2 separate regions of the Zea mays genome follow, and region 1 is linked to region 2. The links are chromatin contacts, called in public Hi-C maps. All regions are on one chromosome and are shown on one strand. Each heading gives the region's core, a stretch centred on a gene start, on an enhancer-like site or on the middle of the called end of the contact. The rest is flanking DNA. Distances are from core to core; before and after follow the strand shown.

Region 1 (5,419 bases), core at 567-3,066, 130 kb after region 2:
CATAGTTCAAGCACCAAGAAATTGAACCCCAGATTCAAGCATCGCAGTCGACAACCGTGAGGGGAAATGCAATAAGGATGCGGGGAGGTCATGGCGCACTACCTCTCGCAGCTGCTCGTCGGTGAGCGCGTCCTCAAAGGCATCCTCCTCTTCTTCCGGCGCCCTCGACGCCTTCCCTCCAGCGGCTGCCTCCTCCTCCTCGGGCGCCGCTGAAGACGAGGGGCGCGCCGCGTCCCCGGCGACCGCCTGCTCCTCCGCCACCGGCAACGAGGGGCGCGTCGCCTCCTCGGGCTCCAGCTCGATCAGCACCATGTCTTTCCCCCGAGCCGCTACCTCGCCGAGCGCTTCCACCTAGCCGTGGTGATGGCGGTGGAGGAGGGAACGTAGCGGCTGTGGCGGCTGCGTCGCCAGTGGATATTGCTGCCCGAGGATACCTCTGGCGACGAGGGGAATCACCTCGAGGAGATCAGGGTCTATGGATCTACTGCGTAGACATCCAGCGGCGGCGGTGGTAAGCTGGAGACGGAGAGGCGGCAGTGGAGGCGAGAGAGATGGGATTACGGGATTCGCAGAGAAGAGGAGACCGAAAGGTGGACGCGAGGAGTCTCGCAGGTTCGGGGGTTTGGGCGGACGTGAGGTTCGGTTATGCCAGAGTGGAGTATTTTTTTTTCGGGTACGCGAATTTCTTCTTCGCCTTTGTCAGCAAGGTAGATATTACAGACGCGTGTCAAGCATTTTATTACTATATTAACCGCGGCAGCATAGAAGGCTAGAAGCTCAGCTGAGGTGGTCACGCCATTTCTTTTAACTGCAATTGTACGATCTTTATCCAACGGCCAGTTAAAGCGGACTGATCCCTAAGCAGCACGACAGGAAAGTTCCAGAGAAATCTTCATAGCTCCGAAGCAGGTCTCTCAGCAGCAGCACAACAGGATCGTTACAGATAAATCTTCGTCGCTCTCATGATCCCATCCCTCCCCACATTTCAGCGTCCACCTTTTATTATTACTATATTAACCGCGGGAGCATAGAAGCTCAGCTGAGGTGGCCACGCCATTTCTTTTAATTGCAATCATACGATCTTTATCCAACGGCCAGTTAAAGCGGACAGATCCCTCAGCAGCACGACAGAAAGATCCAGAGAAATCTTCATCGCTCCGAAGCAGGTCTCTCAGTAGCAGCACAACGGGATCGTTCCAGATAAATCTTCGTCGCTCTCATGATCTCATCCCTCCCCACATTTCAGCGTCCACCTCAAATAGCCGAACGGAATCCCAGATAACTAAGCTGAGGTGGCCACGCCATTTCTTTTAATTGCAATCGTACAATCTTTATCCAACGGCCAGTTAAAGCGGACAGATCCCTCAGCAGCACGACAGGAAAGATCCAGAGAAATCTTCATCGCTCCGAAGCAGGTCTCCCAGCAGCAGCACAACGGGATCGTTCCAGATAAATCTTCGTTGCTCTCATGATCCCATCCCTCCCCACATTTCAGCGTCCACCTCAAATAGCCGAACGGAATCCCAGATAACTAAGATTATTACTATATTAACCGGGGGAGCATAGAAGCTCAACTGAGGTGGCCACGCCATTTCTTTTAACTGCAATCGTACGATCTTTATCCAACGGCCAGTTAAAGCGGACAGATCCCTCAGCAACACGACAGGAAAGTTCCAGAGAAATCTTCATCGCTCCGAAGCAGGTCTCTCAGCAGCACAACGGGATCGTTCCAGATAAATCTTCGTCGCTCTCATGATCCCATCCCTCCCACATTTCAGCGTCCACCTCAAATAGCCGAACGGAATCCCAGATAACTAAGAAATGGCCACCGAAAAAGGAACAGAGCGAGCTATCCCTCACCAAATTGTCAACCAAGCCTGCTCCCCCTGCCTAGGCCACAGGCCAGTATGATAATAGAGAAAAAGCAAGCAGGAGGGATGGGCGAGTGAGATGCTTCGTTCACGTTCCAGTGATGGTTGAAGCTGGTGCCATTGGGGATGCCCAGACGCGCTTCGTTCACGTTCCAGCGATGGTTGAAGCTGGTGCCATTGGTGATGCCCAGACACGAGCGTGTGCAGCCTGGTTGACGTCAGACGAGCCAGGCACGCTGGACGGGCCTAAGGCGTTCGATGAAATGCCCCCCCAAGAGTGCGACGTGTGCCAGACCGACATAGCCTCTTGGTTTCGTTGCATATTCTCGAAGATGGAAAGTATGAGCTAATATTCATTGAGACATATATATACATATGTTTACATGAATCTGGTTTTATTAGATTCTGTAAGCAAGGGGATTATGATTCTATTTTGTTGTCAGCCCTAGAAAGTTTGTGTTTTTTTATTAATACTGTGAACCTTACCGTCTTTGCACATGGTCAGTCTCTTATGTGTGTCGTGTTGGTTTTAATTCAGTATTGACAGAAGCATGGATTGTTGCTTGTTGGGGACTTGTTCTCAAATGCTAAGAGTTAAGAACAAGGCAACATAAAAAGTGTTAAGTGTTAAAGTCCTTCGTCCTTCGAAGCATTATGTCCCTTCGGGAAATAATGAGTTTCGGACGAAGGTCATAAGAGACATACCTTCGTAAACATAACAAGTAATGACGAAGGATTCATATAAAGCATGAAATATAATATAAGCATCATCATAGAATCATTTCTATTTTATTAACATGGAAAAATAGAAATGATTTCAAATTACAAATGTACCTTCGGTCCTGAGAGAAGGTAAAAAGTACAAGCGTGACGCAAAAGCAAATGCCAAGTCAGCGTGAACAGTACGGGGATACTGTTCACCTATTTATAGACACGGGACACAGCCCTTACAAAATTACATTTATGCCCTTTACATCTGACAATAACTCTATAGTAATCCATCGAGGTCCGAATAGCCTTTTCATCTTTAAGTCGGTTTCCTTTCCTGCCACCATGCCGAAGCTTTTCTGCTCACAGCTTCGGTGCTGTATCAACCTTCGTATGCTTTGAGCTTCTCCCTCTGTGATACCGATTCGAGTCCGAAGATACCTATTTGCACATTATACTCCAGAAACACTATTAAATCATGTTTTTGAGGACCTTCGGACGCCGAAGGTCCCCAACAGTAGCCCCTCGCAATATTAATTTGTTTGAAATAATAAATTCAGATTGCGATATGAACGAAGGCTTTATGCCGAAGGTCCGAAAAAACACCTTCCCTTTGCTAGAATAGCAACATTCAATGACAAGTGGGGTCTTTCAACTTTCAACGCATCAAGCGTATAAATACGGCCATACCGCAAACTTATTTTGCACGCTTTCTGGCCAACCACTCCTGCTCACTCATTTTTTAGCTCTTGTGCACTGTGATCTGCTGAGCTTTTAGCTTTGAAGCTTCGGCTTTTAAAACAGTTTTTTAGTGTTTCCGAAGATGTCCCGAAGGCCGAAGATACTGCAATGTCAGCAGCCTTCGGAGGCCGAAAAAAGAAAAGGCTGAATCGGGTATTTGATGCCATCGGGTTTGTCTACCCTGACTATCGCTACCCCATTCGAAGGCAGAAGAGAAAAAATACAACCTCTGCAAAAGAAGAAACTGCAGCTGCTCCTAGCGAGCCAGAACCAAAAAGGAAGAAGATAAAGGTTCTTACGCATCGGCCGCGTTATATTGAACCAGCTTCGGTGCCTGAGTTTACCGGAGAGACTTCTTCGGCCACCGAAGCTGAAAAACCAGCTGAGCCAACCTTGCTGCCAGAAGTCGCAGAAACAGCCGAAGTACCAACGAAGACAAAATTGGAGCAATCAAAAATTTTGCTACCAGAAACGAAAGAGAAGGCCGAAGCGCCATTCACAGAAAAAATGGAAGAGGTAAAGGAAGCAACCGAGGACTCCAAAACATCAGAAATCTTGAGTCCTTCAGCAATTATTGGGACATCGAAAAATGAGAAAGTGCCAGCTGCAACTCCGAAGAGAAAAAGAATGGCTAATGTGCTAGATGTACTGGAAACGATCATATCTTCGAGCACACCTCCGAAGAAGGCTGCTGTTACTTTTGAAACAACAGCTGAAATTTCTGGTTCTGCAGCTCTAGAGCAAGAAATTGAAGCCGAAGCTGGGCCCTCAGAGCCCGCAAAGGCAAAAACCTTGGAAAGTGAGGCAGAAAAAATAACAAAGCCAACTTTTGCTGAAGGAACTGGTGTTGTTACCCCCGAAGCATCCCCCAAAATTCGTGATTATATTTTTCGTCATGCTTCGGGGAAAAAATTATCAGAAAAAGAAGAACAAGAGGCCCAACACTATGCCCAAAAATTGAAATATCCAAAGGGGGCGTTGATATTTAATGGCAGTGGAGAAGAAGATTTCTTGTATTGCCTCCCCGACAGCAAGGAAATTTCTGTCTGTCGGGAGATGAGCAGAAGCTTCGGATTCCCAACTTTAGAAGACGGACTTTCGGTGCTGTCAAAGAACGATCTGGCTGACAGCCTAGCTTACAACAGTTTAAAGGTGCGACAAATGGAATTCTTATATTTTTGTTGAGTTCAAAATTTTTCGTTTGTTTAAAACTATTGACACAGACATATTCCTGTCTGCAGGTCCTGATACTCAGCAATGCCCTCAGAGCACAGAAAGATGCTGAGGACGAAGGATGTACTATAGCCCTGAGCAACCTTCGTTCCGAAGTAATTGAACTGAGGAACGAAAGTCTCGAAAAAGACAAAATATTGCATTCCTTAATAAATAAAATAAAAGAAGACGAAGCTCTTTTCAAAGGTCAGGCCGAAGCTCAGAAGGGTGAAATTGAAAACCTTCGTAAACAATTAGCCAGAGCTAAAGAGGAATGCATACTTGAAGAAACAAGGCGAGAACTCAGCGACCAATGGGCAAATCATTTAGAAGAAACTGTTAAAGAGCTTCGGTCAGCTAAGAAGAAATGCTTCGACAAATCTATAGAGTGTGTCAAGAAAATAAAAACTAGCTTCGCCAGCGTTGGCGCATTTTCGCAAGAAGAAAACTTTATAAGAGGTAACCCCGAAGGTCCCCTGGAATGGATCAATCATGAGGCGGAGGCCTTTGAAGAAATTTTAAATAGTCGCGGGGACATCTGCGCTTTTTCTGGTGCCAGAGGGATTGCCACCATTTTGGAGGGGAAAGGATGTGAACATGTAAAGATTTTATCGCAGTCCGAAGCCACCTTGTCCACTGAAGATATAAAAGATCCTTCAGCCGAAGCTAGCGCGGTTGGGGGAAAATTTTTCACCGACATCTGGGACAACGGTGGTAGAGAAATGGCCCAAGAAATCATTCAGAAAAGCGAGAAAGGGATTCATGAGGCTAGAAAAGTAGCCGAGGCTGCTGAGAAAAACGCAGAGCCCGAAGGGCAAATAGGTACTGACGAATAGTTTTCATCGCGTTATAACTTTTAATTTTATAGTTCGTTCGCGATCTGTAAT
Region 2 (5,541 bases), core at 1,442-3,941:
TATATATAGCCGCTTGGTGAGGTTTGGTTTGGTCAAGAAACTACAGGCAGGCTGCTGGATGATAATAGTGACAAATCGCGGTTACTTAACTATAGCACAACTTTATTTATTTTATATATACAGTATACGGGTGATTGGGAACTAAAGTCACTGTTCTCGTTCTTTTCTGCTAGAATAATCTGCTGTCAAGCTATGTGAATTCAGGGATCTGGTCATGAATTCATGATTCAGATAGTCCGAAAGAGGTCAGGCCCTCACTGCTTCTTTTCGTATAAAAGCACCCAGCATTTCAGCCGTAAAACAAGTAAAAATGGGTGTTCAAGAAAGTCTCTCTCCACTCCAGCAATAGAAATATGCCCAACCGATTAGATCTACAAATTGTACTAGGCCTGGTGACATAGGTCTGTACTGATTGTACAGCCAGTGTCACATGCTGAGTATTCAATTGCTGATTTTCAGCCCGCGAAGAGATCACATAAGGAGATTTTCTTTTAAGTAGTAAAGAAAATAACTGAGGTTGCCTTTTTTTTAAATTGAACTCAGATGTGTCAATTTCTGTTTACAAAGGAGAGGGGTTAGGTACAAGAGACCTAAAGCAACTGTACAGGCAGAGCAAAGAGAAACACTGAAACAGCCACAAAACAAAAGTTACTACGGTTGCCATAGTATAGCGAAAAAAGTTTGACTATAAATGATACTGGTAACATTATCTGTGGAGATTCAGAAATGCCACCGAGGATATGCAGTCTTGAAAAGGCACATGGCTGACTCAGCAATGACAAGCCATGGACTTATTTAGGCCTTACGTGTTGCATTTGTTAGTACAATATACTAAATAAATCACAAGTTTGTCATGGATTGGTGGAAGGTTGCCTTTGCCCCCCAAAATCAAGGATTATGTTCAGAATTCAGACAATGCATTGCACTTGACATGTCTGTGCTGTGCAGCATGTGTAGCATATATGCCATTATAGGCCAAATGATGTGCTGGAAAGATCACATGCCCTGAGTTAAGCAGGGCAGGCTCATTTTTTTTTCAAATAAACAGACCTATATATTTGCATAAAAGATAAAATATACCTGTTAGAGTAGTGTATGTGAGCTTGCCCCCCATAGTTAGGATAAGATCGTAAGAACAAATCAAGAAAAGAAGATATGCTCTCCCAACCCGATAGACGAGAGCGTATTCCGAAAGAACAAATCAAGAAAAGAAGATATGCTCTGTCCTAGACCCTTGCTCTCAAGAGTAAAGACGAAATGGAGTGGCCTGGCAGCCAAAATTCAAGCCTCTAACTTTAGGGTGTGTGTATTATAAAAAAATCGGCTAGGGATGAAATGACTGCCCTCTCGGTATTATTATATTAAGAAGAGACAAAAACAATAGTTCTGGCCGAGAAAATTATCGAACTCTGGCCCTTTATTATTAACGAGTCGTGCCAACCATCTACTCTGCAATGGCCCAATCAGAAGGTGGTGTATAAAACATCGTAAACCGAGAGCGGATGAGACACAACAAGGGAATTTATTTAATACAGTCAGAAAATTCGTCCACGAGAGAAATCAAACCTAGGATTTGGAGATGCTAGCGGGGCCGTGTATTACAATACCATTTTAGTTTTGTCTGTTTGTTTGGCTTTAATCCGTACCGGCTTGTATTGTTTATACAGTATTTTTGTCTCTATGGATTGTAACTGCAGCAGTCTAAACAGCCGGTTTTAATCCGAAGCTCTCGTAAGGTGAATTTTCAGAGATAATCTGCCGAATCTTCTAATTCCCACTGAAAGCTAGGAGGGCACTGTCTATACATGATGAATTAAAGTGTTCAGACGCAAAGCATGATCCTGCAGGGTGCAGGCGTCTGAAGAATAAGACAAGTTGATGATTTACACGATTTCATTCGAAGTGATATAGCATACGACTGGTGACATGTGAAGCCAATGGAACATGATACGTGTGTATGTGTGTGTATTTGCTGGACGAAGGGGGAGAGAGAGAGAGAGAGAGAGAGAGAGAGAGAAGGCGACCCATAATAATTTGAGATTCTGCCACAAACCAAACAGGTGAGGTCAGCCAAGCCAAGCACTGTTCTCTAGAATTAGCAACAGATTCAATTTTTGAAGAGAACGGAGCGACGCACGTTGATCGCATGGTGTACCAATCATGTAAAGAAGAATAAACTCCCGTGCTAAAAAAAATTTAGAACCGGAGGCAACCCCAGCAGCAAGTTTCGGTTGACCTAACTAGTTGCGCCAGCCAACAAGGTAGGGGGGGCGTTGTCGATCGCTGCAACTGTAGCAATAAATAAACTAAGACCGCAAGAAGAAACTTTGAGGCTCTCGTCGTCAGATCATCAATCTTCGCACCGGTTTCGCCGAACTGCTGAATCAGGCAAAACACGGACGACGGCGGCGAGAACGAGCGCGGAGAACGGGCGCAGGCGGAGAGCCTTACAGTTATTACAGTCGGCGGCTAGCAGCGCGGAGACCGGAGCAGCGACGCGGGCGAGGAGTTCCACCGCCGGGTAGTGTGCGGTGCGTCGTCCGTGCGTGCCGTCGGAGCGGGGGGGTTGCGCGGGGTTTTATAGGAGACACTCGTGCGATGCATGGAGAATGGGGGGGAAATACTCTGTGACTGTGCCCCAGGCGGCGAGGAGGATAGAGTGTGTGGGGGGAGGAGTTGGGAACTGGTGCTGGGTGGGGGGTTTCTCCGGCCGGCGTGGGGAGGAGAGGGAGAGGTAATTGGGCGATGACGCCAGGGCCGACGGTGCTTGCAATTGGCAGAATTGGATCCGCCTGGGATTCCAATTCCAACTGCTTTGGGGTTGGGTTGGGTTGGGTTCGGTGCGTGCGTGTATCTCATTCCATTTCCATCCCGTGTTTTCTTTTTCTCTGATCTGATGAATGACGGCAAGAAAGAGCGGGGGAGCTTTGGCACCTTCGCCGTCGTCGTCGATGATCTGACGGTTGGGTTTCACCCGTTTCTCCGGCTTTTTCTGACGGAAAAGGGCATGCCACTGCCATGGAGTGGAGAGGAGTACGTCCAGCAGGTCCAGCCTCGTCGTGATGACGGCATGACGCGGCATTCCAACCCTTATTATTTAGCACTGTATACGGAGAGATGCCAATAGTTACCCGAAACTCGAATAATCAATAGATTTTATCCGATATAAAGATGGATACGAGAAGTTTTCTATACTGGGTATACCTGCGGTATATTAATGGGTAAAACATCTACTCTATATAAAAGCGATATAAAAGCGCTGCGGGGTTTTATTTACAAGTTCAGTCGTGTTCCTGGAATTGATGATTGGAATGTCTCCTAAGTCCTGATAAGTGTGATCAACGTGGGACGTACACCGTCGTCGTTATCCCCATGGAAGAATCGTACAGCGTTCCAAAATCCCAGCCAAAATGCGTGCACGGTCACGATGGGAACATATATCCTGCATAGGAATGGCAACGGGGAAATCCCCGTCGGGTTTTGGCTCCCCGTACCCCGTCTCCGCGACAAAAAAAATTCTCCCGCGGGAATTCCCACGAACTCTTGCGGGGGCTTTTCTTCCCCATCCCCGTTCCCCACGGGGATAAATCCCCATCGGGGATCCCCGTCTCCGCTTAAATTATAATTATGACACACTTTCTTTGTTATTAATACAAAACATTATCACTTATATACATTGTCAGATGTTAGAACTCATTATGTGTACATCAAAATAACAAATTTATACAATGAGTTATCTCTTAACAATATAATTATTTATGTTTATTATTATATATTACATGAAAACATCATCATATATAAGTTTAACGGGTCCCCGCGGGGAACGGGGATGGAGAATGTTTCCTTATCCCGTCCCCGTTTACCCATCGGGGGAGGATTTTTCCTCGTTTACATTCCTATGGGGGGAGAACCTTCCTCATCCTCATCCCCTAATGGAGGAATTCCCCGCGGGGAATCGTGGATCGGGGCCCATTGCCATCTCTAATCCTGCATCATCCGCGGTTGCCAAAACAAAGCTCAAACACACACACAAACGGGGAACCACGTCATGAATATGATGCGATCTGCATGCAAGTTGGCCGCTTTAGAATTTACGTGCTCCTCTCTCCTTCCCATGTCATTCCCATTTTTAAAAAAAGTAAGTTCGTTCTAGCTTTCTTAACCGATAATTTCTCCGTTTCGTTTTAGTTGTCGCTAGATAGTGCAAAATTGAACTATTCAGCGACAACTAAAAACAAACGGAGGGAGTATAAGGTAGTCGATCTGATCAATTTTTATACTATAATAAAAGAATATAATATTTATGTTATTGGGAAAATATCGTTAGATTAATTATTAGCTGTACTTTTATCGTAAATATCTGTTTGATGTTACAGATACCTACAATACTCTGTATGTTTTTTTTATCAGACCTGATACACGTCTTAAACCTCCAAAACAAAACCAAAACAAAACAGAAAAGTTTGAACAGACATACAATTTGAAAGACGGGAGGAGTACGAGATTCTCTCTCGTGATTAGGTAGAGATTACTCTACCTAGTACATTCTTAATTCTTTACTAGGTGAGTGCCCGTGCGTTGCAACGGAACCGTATAATAACACAATAACCAAAGAATGAGATAGAGATTTGCCTGTTTCCATTATACGAGTGTACTGAATATACATGTAAATGAAACAATTCCTGAACTAATGGACCAAAAACTGGAACATGTATCCAGTCCAAGAATTGTACACCACCAATCAAGTAATCCCTTCCCAACTCATCAGTCACAACCTCCAACCTAGGGCCTAATGAATCAATATGTATCATAGTGCAAAATGAACAAGAATTTGGCTCACTGTCTTGTACAGGGCATGGCGATTCTGTATCTTCTCTAATGCACAGGGCATGGCGTTTGTCACATATCTCCAAAATCTGTATCGCAATTGTATGATCAGTGCTAGTTATGTGCCCGTGCGTTGCAACGGCATATAAAATATTCGATAATATTAGTGCTCTTATGTTTATTTATCTTTGTGTTCAATGGTACATCCAGAGAAGCATAAAAAGAAAAGGCTGGATCATGATCCAACATACTAAGATACTTGTTTTTACATTTACACATGATTGCACATTAGTCATGGCCTGATTGTACCTTACACAAATATACAAATGTTATATTCATCAACAATTATTTGTACCAGATACTGCATCACATAAATTCACATATCATATGAAACCCAAAGTGAACTACCTTATAAATAAAATTTATATTACTAATGTCTGAATAATTTTAACTAAAAATTCTACACGATATTAGTATAAACCAATTAGCAATTCGTAAGATTAAGATTTATGTGACTTTACCAAAAGTCCAACGGAGAGGACCTAAAAAAGTGAGTCATAGGATTTCCAAAAAAAAGTTCAGTAAAAAAGATAGTGTACTACGATGGAATAGAAGAGCCCCTACACTATTACATGTACATAGCACATTCACAAAAAATAATGGATGCACGGACAATGGCATTCAATTGTTTTAATGGGCTTATTATACTACAGA

Evidence for each region. A called contact is a pair of places that touch in the nucleus more often than the background predicts.
Region 1: a Hi-C map of endosperm shows a contact between it and region 2, with 4 times the contacts expected there. The contact joins the promoter of LOC100278691 here to the promoter of LOC542220 in region 2. A contact is called at or near these places in 4 of 25 Hi-C or Micro-C datasets (bundle sheath, endosperm and leaf).

Annotation. Positions count from the first base shown.
Region 1 is chr1:294,240,808-294,246,226 of Zm-B73-REFERENCE-NAM-5.0, forward strand. It overlaps LOC100278691, which reads left to right and starts at 1,817. Exons shown (of 1, transcript NM_001364479.1): 1 at 1,817-2,300. The coding sequence starts at 1,973. The coding sequence ends at 2,221. LOC100381665 reads right to left here and starts at 554. Exons shown (of 5, transcript NM_001174480.1): 1 at 103-554. The coding sequence starts at 312.
Region 2 is chr1:294,104,967-294,110,507 of Zm-B73-REFERENCE-NAM-5.0, forward strand. LOC542220 (glutamic dehydrogenase 1) reads right to left here and starts at 2,692. Exons shown (of 10, transcript NM_001254781.1): 1 at 2,452-2,692. LOC103644169 reads right to left here. Exons shown (of 7, transcript XM_008667362.3): 7 at 5,490-5,541.